2 separate regions of the Sus scrofa genome follow, and region 1 is linked to region 2. Evidence: chromatin contacts called from public HiChIP or PLAC-seq data. All regions are on one chromosome and are shown on one strand. The core of a region is the stretch at or near the end of the contact, and the rest is flanking DNA. Distances in the headings are between cores, read along the strand shown. Region 1 overlaps SNX30 (sorting nexin-30). Region 2 holds the start of SNX30 (sorting nexin-30).

Region 1 (2,700 bases), core at 49-2,548, 72 kb before region 2:
ATATTGCTCCCAACCAAAAATAAAAGAACATCAGGAGTAAAAGAAAAATTTGCCATTTGCAACAACATGAATGCACTTGGAGGGTATTATGCTAAGCAAAATAAGTGAAAGACAGAGAAAAATACCGTATGATATCTCTTAGATGCAGAATCTAAAAAATACAACAAACTAGCAATATAACAACAACAAGAAAAAGAAACAGACTCATAGATACAAAGAACAAACAAGCAGCTACCAGTGGGGGAGGAAAGGGGGGAGGGACAAAATAGGGGGAGGGGATTAAGAGATACAAACTATTATGTATAAAATAAGCTAAAAGGATATACTGTACAATAAAAGGAATATAGTCAGTATTCTATAATAACTATAAATGGAATATAGCCTTTAAAAATTGTGAACCTCTACATTGTACACCTATAAATTATATTTTATAATAAAATTTTAAAAAACACTTTGTCCTAATTAAGAACAATCACCAAGCCTGATTAAATTCAAGGCACTTGAAAGTTCAACCAATGATTCACTGCTTATTAACCTACCTCCTGAGTAAGCTAAAAGCATGTATACTTAACAGGACAAAAATAAAAAGAGCCCACTAGAAAGTAAAGTTAGACATTTTACGGATTATCTCATGTTAAGAAAAACAACTGTTGCATTACAAACTTCTTCCTATTAATTCCTATGAGTTTACCACTGCCCAGAACAAAACTGGGTCCACAGTAAATACAAATGCACCCCTCCAGCAAAGCTCCCTTCATGAAAACTGAAGCCAACATTAAATTTCCAAGTGAAATTAAAATCTAAAGAGCTTAATAAATGTATTTACTTCGTCTCCACAATCTATCTGTGCCCATCGAGTCATGAAAGCTATCAGCTGTGTAATTAGTTGTGCACCAGTAAATGAAGCAGTGTTAAAACCAACTTCTGAGAAAAAAAATAATAAACTAAAAACAGAAAGTTTTAAAAAAATAATTAAAAAAAATAAACTAAAAACCATGTCACAGTGAAGACTCTCTGGTGGCTCCAACTGTTACATAATCCAGAAAAACAAAGTGAATTGCCATTATGAGATGACAAACATATGCATCCAGCACAATTCAAGAGTTTTAGGATGGCATGTGAAGAACACCTGATTATTTCTTTCTGATTTTAAAGTTCCAGGAGGAAAAAAAAAAAAAAAAGCTGCATAAAAAGAGAGAAATCTATTGCAACACCATGTGATCCTACTCAGGCAAAGCCACAATCGGCTTAGGAAGTAAGGGGTTGGGTTTCCCTGGTGGAGTCCCAGAAGCTGCCAAGTTCAGAGCCACAAGAGCTGGAAACAGGGCAGGTCTCAGGACACCAGTGGGAGAGAAGCAAAGGAAAGAATGCAGGGGCCTCCCCAGAACTACAGTCTGGCTGGCGTTCACCTACAATTTCACATGGCTCCAATGAAGCCCAAATAAAGTGGGAAATTTATCTCCATGCTCCCAACAGAAGCAGCAGACTCTGAAAGTTCCGGAATTCTCACATATTTTTAACCACAGCTGACTTAAAACTGGCACAAAGAAACCCCAAGAGCAAGAACCCACCACCAACCCCTAATTTTCCAACTGATTCAAAGGATTCTAAAGTTCATCTTAAAAAAATAAAACATGCCAATACACCGAAAAAAACTCTGAATACAAAAAATATTGGGAGGTGTGTGCAGAGATGGGAATCTACCCAACCAGGAAATAATCTATAAGCTTATTCAAAAGTGTAACAGGGACATAATACTAAAGAGATCAACAAACCAAAAAGAATAGCCCAAGAATGCACAAATCTAATGCACGACCTAGCCTAACACACAAACTAGGATAAAGGTGAGCTGTCCCAGAACCACTTCTGTAAAGAATCAGATCCTACCATCTCACGCCAGAATAAATCCTAGATTTAAGCATAAAAGATGAGGACATTAAAGTAACAAAAGAAAATACAGAAAAAAAAATTTTAACATCCTAGGTTAGAAACGAGGTTCAAAGCCAGAAACTATAAGGGAAAAATAAACTTGCCGGGAAGGAAGGGATGTTATCTTTCACGGAGTCAAGACGAAGATCAACCACAACATGAGAGAAAACACTCTCAACTGGGTTAACTTCCTTTGCAGATATGGAGTGTGTACAAACCAATAAGAAAAATTAAGAGGCAACTCATAAAAGAAATACCAATGTTTAATTCATAGGAAGATAATTCAGCCTCACTGATTAAAAGACATGAAAACAATTTCAAAAATGAGTTCAATGGATTAAAGACCTAAATGTAAGAGGTAAAATTATAAAAATTTTACAAGACAGCATAGGTATAAACCTATGTGATCTACAATTAGGCGATGGTTTCTTAGCTAAAAACACCAAAAGCACAAGCAAATAAAAAGATACATTGGACTTCATCAAAATTTAAAAACTTTTATACTTCACAGGATACCATTAAGAAAATAAAGCGACTACTAAATGGGATGAAATTTTTGCAAATCACGTATCTGAGAAGGGACTAGTATCTCGATTATATGAAGAACCACTATAACAATAACCAAAACAATTTTTATTATTCTGCCAATTTTGCCAATTCTTAAACAGCAAAAGATCTGAACAGATATTTCTCCAAGGAAGATAACAAATGACCAACAAGCACATTAAAAAAAATTCAACATCACAGCCGTGACAGAAACGGGAATCAAAA
Region 2 (2,700 bases), core at 150-2,649:
GGAATCCACTTAACTATTTTACTAGGACGGGACAAGCGTGATCACAGGGGTTGAGAACAATTCTAATTCCTGCAATTAGTGACTAAGTGGCAACAGTGGCGCTGATACAATCACAGCTCAAGTCCTGGTCACAGCTGAACTAGCAACTCTGCGGGGGGAGGGGGGACGCCGCCCCTTACCCCTCACCGGACTCTGCTGTCTCTCAAGGCAGCGGGAGGGTCATGCTGCTCTAAGGAAAACCAAGAGCCTCTCTCTACACAAAGAAGGTCAAAGGGCGACCTTTCTTTCCATCAAACACAAAACCAGCCTCTGCCAAACCCTAAACAGTGTGGGAGATCGGCAGAGGTGGATGGAGCTCCAAATAGGAAACCACAGGGATACGCTCCTCGCTCCTCCCGCAGCCAGCTGGGGTCTGAGTCAGGTGACTCCTCAGGGCACACAGCAAACCTAAACAAAGATCTCACTCCCCACAAGACAGAACGAGGGTAAGACGCCTCTGGCAGTGAGACCACGGAAAACCATTAACTCTTGCTTCTTGGCAATCCCAGCAAACTGGAGGAGCTACAAGTGACACGGTAGCTCAGCTTTCAGGGATGTGTCCGGAGGATCCGAGACCCCATCCCAGGACCTAGGACCTAGTACTGCACCCACGCCTCCGGCCACAACCGCCAGGCGGGACCCCTCCCCACCAGCTGTCACTGGCGCTCCCGACCAGTCACAGCCGGGCAATTCCGTCCCTTCTGTCCGCTCCCCCTGCGGCTGCGACCCCGCGGGGGCGGCAGAGAGATAATTTTCCCAAGGCTCTGGGGCGAGGGCACGCCTGCCCCCGGAAAGGAGCGCCAGGGTGGGCGCGGCCCGTGCCCAGTGGTGCTCCAGGTATCTCGTCTCCCTAGGGAGCGAAACGATTCCCAGTCCCACGTGCCCTACCTTGTCGCCGAAGCTGCGGGCCATCAGCAGGTCCGGACTGGGCGTGCTGTCGCCGCCCACGGCCTCCTCGCTGCTGGAGCCGGCCAGCGGGTGCGGCATGTCGCGCAGGGAGTGGGGCCCCGTGGACGGCAGGGCCTTGGGGGGCCTGCCCGACATGGCGCGCACCGCTCGGGACTCGCCGCCGCCGCCGCTTCCTCCTGCTGCCCGCCGCCGCGGGCTCCCCCAGCGCCCGGGCCAAGGCCCCGCTCGGCCGCGGCTCGGTCGGAGGCCCAGCACCAACCGGTCTGGAAGCCGCCGCCGCCGCCGCCGCCGCCGCCACCCGCGGGCTCCTGTCTGCCCGCGCTGGGTCGGCTGAACTGTGCTACCCAGCTCCGCGCCGCGCGCCCCGACTCTGCTCCCGAGCCCGTGGCGGGTCCGCTCGCACCTTGGCCCCGGCGCCAGCCCAGCCCGCACCGCCACGCCGCCCAGCCCGCTCGCGGCCCCGCCCCCGCGGCGCCCGGCCGCTCTGGGAGGGGGCGGGGGCGGGGAGAGGAGGGCGGAGGGAGGGGCACGGGGGAGGGGGGAGGCGGGCAGCTCCGCCCCCGGCCGCCGTCCCGCAGGAAGTGCGCCGGGAGCCCTCCGCCGCTGTCCTCCGAGAGTCCAGGCTCGCCTCCGGGAGGCCGGCCCTTGCAGGCTGCGCGCAGACCCCCGGAGCGGATATTTAACGGAAATCAGGGGTGGAGAAAGACGTTGGAGGATCTTGTTCCGTTCCACCGCGATCACTGGTGCACCCAGAGGCAGCCGCGCTTGGAGCTGGGGGCTTTAGGACACGCACGGGAGTGGGGATCTTCTGGCCTCTAAAATAATCCAAAATGGAAGATATTACGACGCATATTATAAGAATGGCGTAAAAAGATTATGAGGCTCCCAGGGGATCGAGAACATCGGGCAAGGAACCTGGAAGAGAATTCGAGGAGGCGTGTGGGGTTTCTTCCGATGCAAGATCCCCGTGGTTTTGCATCTGCGGGTCACCCGGGTTTATGTAAGGTTAAACCTCAGAAGAGTGAGCATCAAGAAATAAAGGCAGGGAGTGCTACCCAGGATCAATGACCCTTACACTCACACCTTGACCGAGGCTCCCGTTAGTTTTCATTCTTTTGTGCTTCCTTTCCAGGCCTTTGGCTGGGCTGGATTCTGAGGTTTTTATGTGCCAGCAGAATGGAGATTGCCAAAGCCTCTTGGCTCTTTGAAGTTTACCTCCTTTTTCCACCTTACCTGGCTTCACAGCTTCTGCGCTCAGGGCCAAGTCTGTAGAGGTCCTCAACCTGCTGTAAGAACAGGTCGATACTCACAAAGTAATGGGTAGAGGGGCCCGTTGTGAAGGGAGCACGTTTTTCTTTGCCCCTGTCGCCAAACACTGGGTTCGTCCACTTTCACCCGGCTAATCTTGAAGCTGGGATTGACTGTGGTCTCCACCGCGCTGTTTTTTTCTAGAATACCTCATCATTCTATATACTTCAGCAGGAAGAGAATGCAGAGGGTTTATGCTAACACACAATAACACCCAGGGATTCACGGAGCTTCAGAGACCTTACCTTGTTTTCTCTAGTGCAAGTCATCTGGCCTCAAGGCTTGAGTTCTCATCTTTTCTCTCCCCTATGTGGGTCTGTCTTGGTTGTGGAGAACAGGACCAGGGGGCACTGGAAACAGATTTAAATGCGGCATCTACCTCACAGGAATGCCCATGTCTGGTCCTCTTGGAGTTGAGTAAAATTCACACTTTTATATTCAAGA

What was found. HiChIP or PLAC-seq counts read pairs in DNA pulled down with a chosen protein or histone mark.
Region 1: an H3K27ac HiChIP or PLAC-seq map of skeletal muscle shows a contact between it and region 2, with 4 times the contacts expected there. The contact joins the enhancer-like site here to the promoter of SNX30 in region 2. A contact is called at or near these places in 2 of 5 promoter capture datasets (fetal liver and liver), 32 of 47 Hi-C or Micro-C datasets (adipose tissue, alveolar macrophages, blood and 16 more) and 2 of 2 datasets of contacts at active chromatin or transcription factors (alveolar macrophages and skeletal muscle).

Annotation. Positions count from the first base shown.
Region 1 is chr1:253,499,514-253,502,213 of Sscrofa11.1, reverse strand. All of the region lies in intron 3 of SNX30 (sorting nexin-30), which reads right to left. Among named protein-coding and RNA genes, the nearest start is that of SLC46A2, 70 kb to the left of the region's middle. Within about 2 kb of position 1,298, at least 9 of the 83 cell types and tissues checked have an H3K27ac peak or open chromatin away from gene starts, as enhancers often do. A contact at or near this core is called in adipose tissue and skeletal muscle, where this site is marked.
Region 2 is chr1:253,427,160-253,429,859 of Sscrofa11.1, reverse strand. It overlaps SNX30 (sorting nexin-30), which reads right to left and starts at 1,399. Exons shown (of 9, transcript XM_003122081.6): 1 at 928-1,399. The coding sequence starts at 1,083.